3 separate regions of the Mus musculus genome follow, and regions 2 and 3 are each linked to region 1. Evidence: chromatin contacts called from public promoter capture Hi-C data. All regions are on one chromosome and are shown on one strand. The core of a region is the stretch at or near the end of the contact, and the rest is flanking DNA. Distances in the headings are between cores, read along the strand shown.

The links. Promoter capture Hi-C pulls out the DNA fragments that hold promoters and counts their contacts. Capture Hi-C pulls out chosen DNA fragments and counts their contacts.
Region 2: a contact with region 1 is called in a promoter capture Hi-C map of hippocampal neurons, with 5 times the contacts expected there. A contact is called at or near these places in 6 of 39 promoter capture datasets (the 3T3-L1 cell line, embryonic stem cells, hippocampal neurons and 2 more), 1 of 484 Hi-C or Micro-C datasets (liver) and 3 of 130 datasets of targeted methods (embryonic forebrain, large pre-B cells and pro-B cells).
Region 3: a promoter capture Hi-C map of liver shows a contact between it and region 1, with 4 times the contacts expected there. A contact is called at or near these places in 1 of 39 promoter capture datasets (embryonic stem cells) and 2 of 9 other capture datasets (adipose tissue and liver).

The regions. Positions count from the first base shown.
Region 1 is chr15:55,555,922-55,559,239 of GRCm38.p6, forward strand. It overlaps Mtbp (Mdm2, transformed 3T3 cell double minute p53 binding protein), which reads left to right and starts at 1,487. Exons shown (of 22, transcript NM_134092.3): 1 at 1,487-1,816; 2 at 2,580-2,660. The coding sequence starts at 1,699. It overlaps Mrpl13 (mitochondrial ribosomal protein L13), which reads right to left and starts at 1,391. Exons shown (of 7, transcript NM_026759.3): 1 at 1,337-1,391. The coding sequence starts at 1,363.
Region 2 is chr15:57,693,220-57,696,581 of GRCm38.p6, forward strand. Zhx2 (zinc fingers and homeoboxes 2) reads left to right here and starts at 1,448. Exons shown (of 4, transcript NM_199449.2): 1 at 1,448-1,785.
Region 3 is chr15:53,344,315-53,347,602 of GRCm38.p6, forward strand. It overlaps Ext1 (exostosin glycosyltransferase 1), which reads right to left and starts at 1,869. Exons shown (of 11, transcript NM_010162.2): 1 at 88-1,869. The coding sequence starts at 1,049.

The sequences.
Region 1 (3,318 bases), core at 237-2,736:
TTCATTCTCTAGAATAGCTGGTATTACAGGCCTGTCTTCCAAGACATCTTTAGGTCATCTGATAAAATCACTGTCTTCAATGCCTCCAAACTAAGGAAATTATCTCTATTCCAGAAAGATCTTGTCCAGGTACTTTCATATGCATATACACAAGGATTATATGCTAGAAAAATACACTTATAAGCTTGTGGTTTCATATTAGTTATCCTAAATTTTAAACTAGCCTATGCATACGCAAAAGACAAGTTTACCACATTCCATGTGAACTAATACTTTAAAAAAGCTTGATAAATAATAGAAATACTGCCACATGTCAACTTGCTGTCAAAGTTTTAAATATTCACATCTGTTATTTACCTGATTATAGACAGGTAACAACTACATTTAAAGGAAATGTACTTCAAGTAGTGTTAGGCTAGGAGTTGTCTTGGATTAACATATCAGAAACTAATTCTTTCTCTTCTATCTAGAATCTGCTTCAGTTTCAGTATTCCCTATGAGTCAGCCTTCCGGTTGCCCAAACCAGAATTCTTAAAAGTTATTCTTGTTTCTCTTTACACCCACATTCAAATCTTTAATATATATTGTGGACTTCTTAGAACTCCAATGTTTCAGCCTGACTTGTAAAATGAGTATTTTGTGTGGTACACTAAAATAGAATTCTAACTGAATTCTCCCTTTAGCCCTTCAAAGATCTCCCATCTGTGAACAGTTTATCTTCCACCTGGCGGCTTGAGTGCTTGCTTGATCCTTCTGATGCCTAAGACTTCTAGGTCAAAACTCTACAACAGGTCTTCATTCTTTATAAACAGTCTTAAGCAGCGCAGGCTTGACTTCAAGCTCACTAAGTATCGGAGAAGGCTGGCCTTGAACTTCGGATCTTTCTCCCTCCACCTCCCAAGTGCTAGGATAACATGCGTGCACCATAATTCCAGGTTTATGCGGTGTTGGGGATGGAACCCAGGCATGCTACGCTACATCAGCTACAGCTCCACACCTTCCCTTCCCCCTCCCCTACTGTACTAAACAAAAATAAACATCTTTTAGTGGTTTTTACTGCCCCACGTCATTCAACCTATTATTTCACTTTAGCTCTCTTTCCGCAAGGAACAAAAGACACGAAAGGGGCAGACTGAGGAGAGAAAGGAGCCAAAACAAAGATATCAAGTGGTAGGCAGACTCACAACCCTCTGGTAAGTGACTCCTAAAGCATTTCTTGGGTACGGGTGTCAGCTTCCCTGAAAGCTCAGCTTCTGCACTAAATCCCTGTGAACACTGCTCTTCATTTTCGCCAGCGTACTGAGCACACTATCCTGCCCGAAACGCGCAAACTCACCTGGGGCGCCCTAGAGAAGCTGGACATGCTCTCCGACCCGCGGCGTCCTTTACTTTGCACCCGCCCCGCCGGGGAACCAGCACCACGGGTCCGGCGGGAAACACAGACACCCGAGCATGAAGGTTCCTACTGCCGTCGCGTGCGCTCATCTGCTTCCCCGCCACACTCGGGTCCCCGCCGGTAGCGGTTTCGTTATGAGAGGAGCAGAGAGTGTGGCTCCTGAGAGAATAATTTCCCACAATAATTGGCGGGAAAACCGACGTAGGACATTATTTTGCAGCCAACCTGAGCGGCAGGAAACCGGAAGTGCACGTTGCGCGCGGCTCTTTTGAGACCTAACACTGAGTCCGGGCGCGAAGAGGATGGATCGGTACTTGCTGCTGGTCACCTGGAGGGAAGGGAAGTTTCGATCCGTGGCGGGTGGGGAGATCGAGCCTGGCACTGAGGCGACATCCCTGGAGAGCACCGACAAACAGCCCGGTAAGCTCTGGGCGGAGAAGAGGCGGGAACGACCGGCGGCGGGGAAGCGAAGGATTTGAGTTTCTGATGAAATCCCGGAGGGAGGCGCATAGGTCGAATGGTCCCGGGAACGTGCAACTAACTCTCTGAAGTAGTTTCTATAAGAACTGAGCAGTAGTATGTCAATGGAAAAGATATAAAGTTGTGGGTATTAGATGCCAGTGTCCCAAGTGCTTGGTGAACTGAATATTTGCCTGGTTGAATCTTCTGGTGGCATAGTCATCGAATTTTTGCTTTTAGGGAAGGTATGCTTGCAGAAAGAAGTGTCCCTTGGCGTTCCTACCACCTTGAAGAAAGCACAGAAAGAAATGATAGGTTCTGCAGATCTGAGTTTTACATTCTATGAAGGAAACATTCCACACTAAAAAAAGAGAAATGACCAGCTTTAAAAGATTTTAGCTGCATTGCTTTTTTGGCGTACTTGACTAATCTCAATATTACGTTTTCCTTGTTTTGATTAAGCAGACATTTTTAGGAAGAAATGTATATAGTTCGTATATACTTCTTTTGGAAGGAAGTTTTGATTTCTTGTTACTGATTAGCATATACAAATGAGGAGACTTGGCTGTTTTCTCTGCGGTGTCAGCACTTGAATAGACTTGGTCAACATGTATTCTGTCTACAACTTACTGGCCTTCAGATCCTCTGATAGTGAAATGGAAACAGGCCCTAGATTATGTTAACTCTTGAGTTAGATGACTGAGTCAGGTCTTTATTTTTATAGATTTGACCGCAACCAATATTTATCACCTCTTGAAGAGAAGCATCAGCGATTCAATCCATCCAGATGACAGTACATTCCCTGGTAAGTACAGAAGTGTAATGGTAATGAAATTCCTCTCCTATCCACCACCACCCCCCACCCCCAAAGTCTGACACAGCATTTTTTTGGAAATCAGTCAGTTTGATAACCTAGGAGTACAAGAAAGACTTGTTGACTTGAGAGGCACAGGGCTATGGGGGTATCTTAAAGAAAACCTCAACTACATTACTATTCCTTCCTGATATTTGAATGTTGTAAGTTTTTATAAAAGTTATTCTGGGTTCCCATTGTGAGAGTTTTGCTTCCATATAACCCTTGCTCTCCTGGAACTCTTTATCTGTAGACCGGCCTGGCCTTGAACTCACAGAGATCTGCCTGCTTCTGTCTTCCCAAGTGCTGGGATTAAAGGCATGTGCCACCACTGCCCTGCTTGTGGAAGGGTTCTTGTCTTGAGTAAAGACAACCCGTTACAGCTCCCACTCTGCCTTCTTTACCACATGTGGGTGTTGTTTTCCTGTCTATTTTACTGATTCTCTTAAAGCAAAAACAGCTTTGAGTCATCTGCTTTGACTTTCTGAAGTTCTCACTACTTTTTTTTTTGGGGGGGGGGCAAGAAATCTTCCCTACTTTTAGTTCTATTGGTACTTTACAAATATATCTATTTGTAAATGTATTTGATAATTTTCTTCTCTTTTACTTC
Region 2 (3,362 bases), core at 198-2,697, 2.1 Mb after region 1:
CAAGCGGCCGCTAGAGTTCGTTCTAATTCCCCGGAGCAGAGCTGGCTGGGAAGCCGGAATGCGATGCGCCTGCTAATCCGCAGGATGGGAGGCAATTCCGCAGTCTTCAAGTCCCAAGCCCTCTGTTTTCTCCAGTAACTCCTAGTGTCAAATCTGGGTCCCAGAGTTAGCCTCCACCCCCTACGGTGGGCTCCAAGAGCGCTCACACCCAACAAATTCCCAAACGCCCCCAGAATCTGCGAAGGGGGAAAGGGTCTCTGAGAGCAAGAATGCACAACGCTGACAGGTTGCTAGGTCCGTCATCTTCCCTCGGATGCTCCCTTAGAGAATTTTAACCTTGCGTGATCGCCGGAGCACAGCAGCCGGGTCTCTAGTTCACGGTTCCCAGGGCTGCAAAGGGCAGACACCACACACACACACACACACACACACACACACACACACACACACACGCACGCACGCAGATGGAGGGCTCGTTTGGAGACCCCTCTCGCCGGGAACGCGGCTGTCCCAGCTCCGAAAATGACCCGTCTCGCTTCTGGGGGACTCCAGTGTGCGCGCTGCAGGCGTGTGCATTTTCCCGAAGCTGAGAATCGCTGTGAATTCGGGCCACACAAGTTTGAGTCAGCTCCCCGGGTGTCTTTGTTTGTTTATGGGTTTGGAGGGAAAAAGTTTGAAGATCTTTAACCAGACTGAGCTCAGGCGCAAGCGGAAATCCCCAGCAAAAGTGATCTAACTTCAAGTGGTTATGTAAGTGGGGCGCCTTCTTCCCCGCCCTATTCCCAAGCCCTCTCATTACTATTCCGGGAGTAAAACGCATCTCGATTTAAAAAAAAAAAAAAAAGAAAGAAAAAAGTTTTAAAGTATGTTGTTATTTTCTTTTGCCAGAAGGCGGGCGAAACTCAAGCAGAGCCCAGGGCGCGTGACGACCCCACCCGCGTTCTGCCCCCACGCACTGCAGAAGGACCTGGAGTCTGGGGTGTTGCTGGCGCCGGGCAAGCCCTAGCGCCCTGCGGTCTCACGGTCCGCCACTCCACGTGGTGAGGATCAACAGTTTGTTGAGCTCATCAGTGACACCTTGAACTTTTCATAAAGAAAATGGGTATTGCACCGAGAGGGTTTGGCCGCGGCAGCGCGCCGGGTCGTGCTCAATAGTCAATGATCTCGCTTGCGCCTCCCCCACCTCTTCCCGCAAAAATTCCAATGAGTCCGTTACTGGACTCAGACTTTTAAGCACTCCCCCCCCCCCAACACCCGGGATGACCACTCATCTGAGCCTTTAGGGGCAGCCTCCCCCCACCAGCAACTCCCTCCTAAAAATGACATTTTGCCGAAGTCTGCGGGGGGGCCTGAATTTCACTTTGTAACTTTCTGCGGAACCCGAGCCCGGGTGGCAGCTCCGGTGGTGGTATCGTATGCAAATACGCATGCTGACGTTACAGATCATGTGGGTTTTGGCGTAGATTCCCCACTGATCGAGGCATTTTCCCCCTTTTTTTCTTTTTTCTTTTCTTTTTTTTTTCTTTTTCTTTTCTTTTTTTTTTTCTTTTAAAAAATTCGATCAACCGTTCTCCGTACCGGGGCTTTTTTCTGTCTATCTGTCTGTCTGTCTGTCTGCCAGGCTGGCTTTCCCCCACCACCACCTCTTTCCCACGGAGCCCGAGTCGGGCGCCGGGTGGGGAGTGGGGAGTGGGTGGGGGGAGCCAGCAGAGTTCCATTTTGGAACGCCCGTGCCTCGTCTCCGCGTTCCCAGCCCGGGTCCCCGCGTTCGCAGCCCCGGCGCAGGTAAGAAACTTCGCCCCGGCGCGGAGCACCCGCAGCGGGCACCGCCAGCCCGGAGCCCGACACGCCGGGCGCCCGCCACTCCAGCCCAACTTTCCCACCGCCGCCGCCGCTCCCGAAAATGTGTTGTTAATGGGACTTGGCCGGGTTAGGAATGGGGGTGCGCGGGAGGGGGGTGTTCAGGCTTTTTTTTTCTTCTTTTTTTTTTTTTTTTTTTGAGGGTGGGAGGAAATCCGCGGTTTCGGGGAGAGGAGTACGGAGATTTTTTTTTTTTTTATGAAATAGTTTTGATTACAAGTTTGGATAAATGGAAGCCAGACCGAGGAGGAGGAGGAAAAACATGTCTACGTTTCCCTATGTCGACATAAGCCACAAAAAAATATGGCGTCCGCTTTCGACAGGGCGTTACGTAGACTCGACTCTGTTTTTTATTTATTTATTTTGTGGCCGGCTTCCTGCCTTCTTGGCCAAACTGCGGCGCTTTGTGCAAACCGGGCAGGTCCCGCGGGGACTCCACCGGGACGTGGCCCCGTCTCGGCGCTTTTTGGAAGCCTGGGGGCTGCGTGTGGCTGCACCCCTCCCTCCCCCGCTCTCCCCTCTGCTCCCCTCTCCTGGTGACGATTCGCCGTAATGTGGTGGCAGGAAGCATGACGCCGTGTTGAGGCTGCCTCTCCTCGCGTCGCTCCCGGTGGCTGCAGGCGGCCGGCGCGCAGCGCGGCGCGGGCGGCGGGCGAGGGACCTGCGGGCAGGGCCTGAGTGCGGCGCTGTGCCCACGCCCCGCTCAGGTGCGCGGGGAGGGGGATGCGGGGGACGCGCGGACCCCGGGGGCCCTGCTGTCCCTGGCCTGCCGGGACCAGCCGGAACCCGGGTCTCCCGCCTAAGTGGCCGTGGCGTTTTCCAGTCTGCCCCACAAGAGGTTAAGCATTGCTGGCTGGCGTTGGAGCGTCTTTGTGGCTTCCCCCAGGACTTGGGATCCTGAGCTTTGCAAACTTGCCCTTTCCCTAGCAGCTTTGCAGGAGACCAACAAGCTCGGAAAGTTGGAAAACAGGAGCATCACAGGAACGTCCCTTTGGCCCCCTAGCTGTACTGTGCTCTGAAGGTGGTGGAGGAGGATGAGGAGAGCTTATCCAACGGGGTGGGTGGAGGAGACCTGTCGCGGCAGCCAAGTCGTGATTTGCCCAGACTTCCACCTGATTGATTGGCTTCAAAGCTAGTGGGGTCTCTGTGTTCCACTGTTCCGCGAAGGCCTTTTGTTGGGGGCGGGGAGGAGGAGGAAACACCCCTCCCTCTTCAGAGTCAAGGCTCAGCTGGGGCCCCAGGCATCACTGTCCTTTAAAGCCCAGCGTTCTCCATTTGCTGCTCTCTGAAGATCTCTTTCTTTCTGGAAGTGAACAGCTCCTCAATTTTCAGGCCAGCTCCCTGTTGAAGCAGGATATAGGAGACTGGAATGCCTCTCTGTGACCCTCTAAGCTCTTGGACTTCCCACAACAATTCTCTTAAAACATACTCTCTCGGTTTTTTGGCTGCTCTAAGAGTAGAGCAGAATTTAATGCCATGGAAGTGAAGAGAGGCTGAGCGCT
Region 3 (3,288 bases), core at 619-3,118, 2.2 Mb before region 1:
CTCCACCCCGCATCCCCCACCCTCCCACCTGGACTCAGGTATCCAGGGCCCAGGGCCGAGCCTCGAAGGGAGGCAGCCCTTACTCACTTCTCATACTCGGTGTTGTCTCTGTCACAGCGAGAATCCTTGTGCTTTTGCCAGTCTTTGCCATGCTTGCAGGTGGTGAGGAGCAAGACGTCCTCCCCGTTATGGACGTGATATAAGGCATTCCTGGTGTCTGACCCTATCCCTGTCAGGTACCGCTTCCCCTTGAATACCAGCATGTACTTCCTGAGAGGAGGGATGGTGTTAAATTTCAAAAACCCCCTCTCCCCTCCTGTCCTGGGATGATCCTTAGAAAAGAGGGGAATAGAAACATCAAAGTTTGGTCGGAAGTTTTCAGTACTGATGCTGGCTTTGGCCAGCATCGCCTGGCCGATGTCAAACCCCACGTCCTCAGTGTAGTCAGGCCAAGTGCCAGAATATAAATTAAAAATTAAATGATTCCTACCATTGTTCCACAAGTGGAGACTCTGCACTTTGGATCTCAAATTGTGCACATACTGAGGTGATAACTGGTCTCTGTCTAAAGTATCCAGACTCAAGACAAAGAGGCACGCCTGGCTGGGGTCCGAGGTGTAGAACCTGGAGCCCTCGATGGCCGCTAGAATGTTTTGGTAACTTTCGGCGATTTTCTCCCCTTTCTGCTGCGGGTACACGTAGACTTTGAAGCCGTTTTTCTTGCAAAGGGTGAAATCGAAGCAGGACTCCATGCGGCACTTCTTGCCTTTGTAGATGCTCGAGTTGGCGTCTCGCTTCTGCCGGGGGGAAATGTGCACGCTGGAATCCTCGTTTTCCAATTGATCCCAAGGAAAGAAAGGGCGCAGAGCGTCCGGGAAGCGGGGCCAGAAATGATCCGGACTGGGCTGGTGCAAGCCATTCCGACCACTGTGCTCTTCTCTCCGGCTGTGGCTCCTCGATGCCCTAAACTGCACGCCTCCAAAATAAAACAAAAGGGCGAGACAAGAGCCAGCTGAGAGCAGGATGAAATAGCGTTTTTTGGCCTGCATGTGTCCTGCCTGGGTCAAGAGGATTGTAAATAAACACAAGAATCACCCAAGTTTCCCAATCAACACTTTCAGCTCCAGTCCGCCATCTTCCCGCCTGTAAAGACTTCAAACTCTCCGCTCCCACCTTCTCTGGATGCCTTTCCCCAAGCCGTGGACTGATCCAGCGCATGTGGGCGATTTCTTTAACTTTCTCCCCTTCGGTCTTTCATCTTTGGGCTGCACAATGCACGGGAGAGAGCCGGGCAGAAGATCTCGCACCCAGGGCGGGCGAACAGCGGACTGTAATTTTCTTGCATGCAACAAGACGGAGGAAAAGAAAGAGAGCAGGGAAGAAAAAGCTCCCGATACCCAATCAATGGCAAGACGAAGTGACTGCCTCTCCGCTCGGATTCCTCTCGGCGGCGTGGAGAACGAGCCCGGGGAAAGCAACTTCAACTCATCCACACTCCGGTGCAGAGCACTACGGTTCCAACAAGTCAATCCGCCCCGGCTTCAGCCGGCTAGTGCATCTTGCAGCTGGGGCGCCGTAACCTCACAAATCCCTGCATGTCTCTTTATTCCCTTCTGCAGCGGCTCCCACACTCCGCCGGTGTTTACTCCTGCGCTCACGGGGCCGGCTCCCCGGGCGCGCGGCGGCCCGGCCGGCGGCACGAGGCGGCGCGGGGCGGCGGCGGCGGCGCGTCCTCCCCGCGGGCAGTGCCGGCCCCGAGCGGTGCTTCGCAGGCCCCGCGCTATCACTGCCGACCGCCGCGTTCGGTCGCCGAATGTTACCCGGTTCTGAATGTTACACTTACACATTCCATTCCCGACACGACAGCGCTGACCTCATCCATCCACGCAGCCCGCGCTGCCATTGGCCGGGCGTCACGTCCGGGTGGGGCGGGGCTTCCGCTGCGCCCATTCATAACCCCCGGCGGCCGGCAGAGGCGCCGGCGCGGCGCGGCGCGGCGCGGGCGCGGGGACCCAGGAGCGCACGGGCGGCGGGCGGAGCGCTAGCCGGCCGGGCGTCGCCCACCGCCGGCCTTCTGCACGCCGGGCCGGGAATGCAACCCGGACCAGACGGGCCCCAGAGGCGCGGGAGGAAGTGTGGGGACGTGGCCAGCAGCCCGCTGCTCGGGATGCCCCGGGTCTCCACGAGCCGGGAACGCCTCCCCGCCGGGAGGCTGAGAGGACCGGTTCCTGGAGAAGGATGCCTTGAAAATGGAGAAGCGAGGGGAAGGGGGGTGGGGACTTCATGGAAAGCGAGCGCAGGTCGGGATGTCTCTCCCCCCACACTTGGACCCGCTGAGGACCAATTTTTTGGTGGGTCTTGTTTTTAACGTTTAAGTGGTCTTTCTAATTCCCCTATGTAATCCACCTATTTTTCTGTCTTCCTCGCCGAGACACCCTAATCCTCAACAATAAGGAGGAATTGTCACAGTCCGATGGATCTGTGGCTGAGTGTGAGAAGACACCTCCTAAAGCCATCTGATCTGCGTGCCCTCTCTTCCATTCCCGAATCCCTCCCACCTGTTCTATTCACTGATATTGGGCCGGGAGGGATCTAATGGCTGAAAAGAAAGCCATTTCATTTTGCCCCCATCGGTGTTGTTATTCTTCCTGAGGTGGTATTTTTAAGATGTCACCTGGCCCTAGCTGTAGAAGGGAACCTTTGAAGCAAAAAAAAAAAAAAAAAAAAAAATGTATTTACAATAAATGTGCCACGGTTCCTTCAATTGACCTTCCTTCTGTCGACTCCCCTGCCCCAAGCCCCTGTCATTCTGAGTGAACTTAATTGGATGATTCTGAAAGGAACCTCCAGGACCTCCAAGCTGTGCTAGACTCCCAAGCATTACCTGGCCTCACAGCCTGAATTCTGGCTTAGAACACTTACCCACCCTAGCCTCAGAGCCTGGCCAAGCTGGACAAGCAGTTGCCTAGGGCAGCAAGCTGTTTAGTGATTGTTTATTGTGGGAGTGAGTGAGCTGGGAGCAGACACATCCCTACCTCCCTCGGGCTACTGAAAACCCCAGCCGGTTGTGTACCCATGGTATGGTTATAATAAGGCAGAGTGGAAAGTTTTCAACCTTTGTTGTTTCAGATTTGTTTGAATAAAGAAGGGAAGAGATATTGGGTGGGATATTTTGGTACATTCTGAAACCTCTGCCCATTTTGAACCTGCCAAAGATGAAGTAGGTTTTCATGATTTACTTTGTCCCCACCACAGGATTTAGAGAGGCCTGAAACAAGAGTAAGGGTT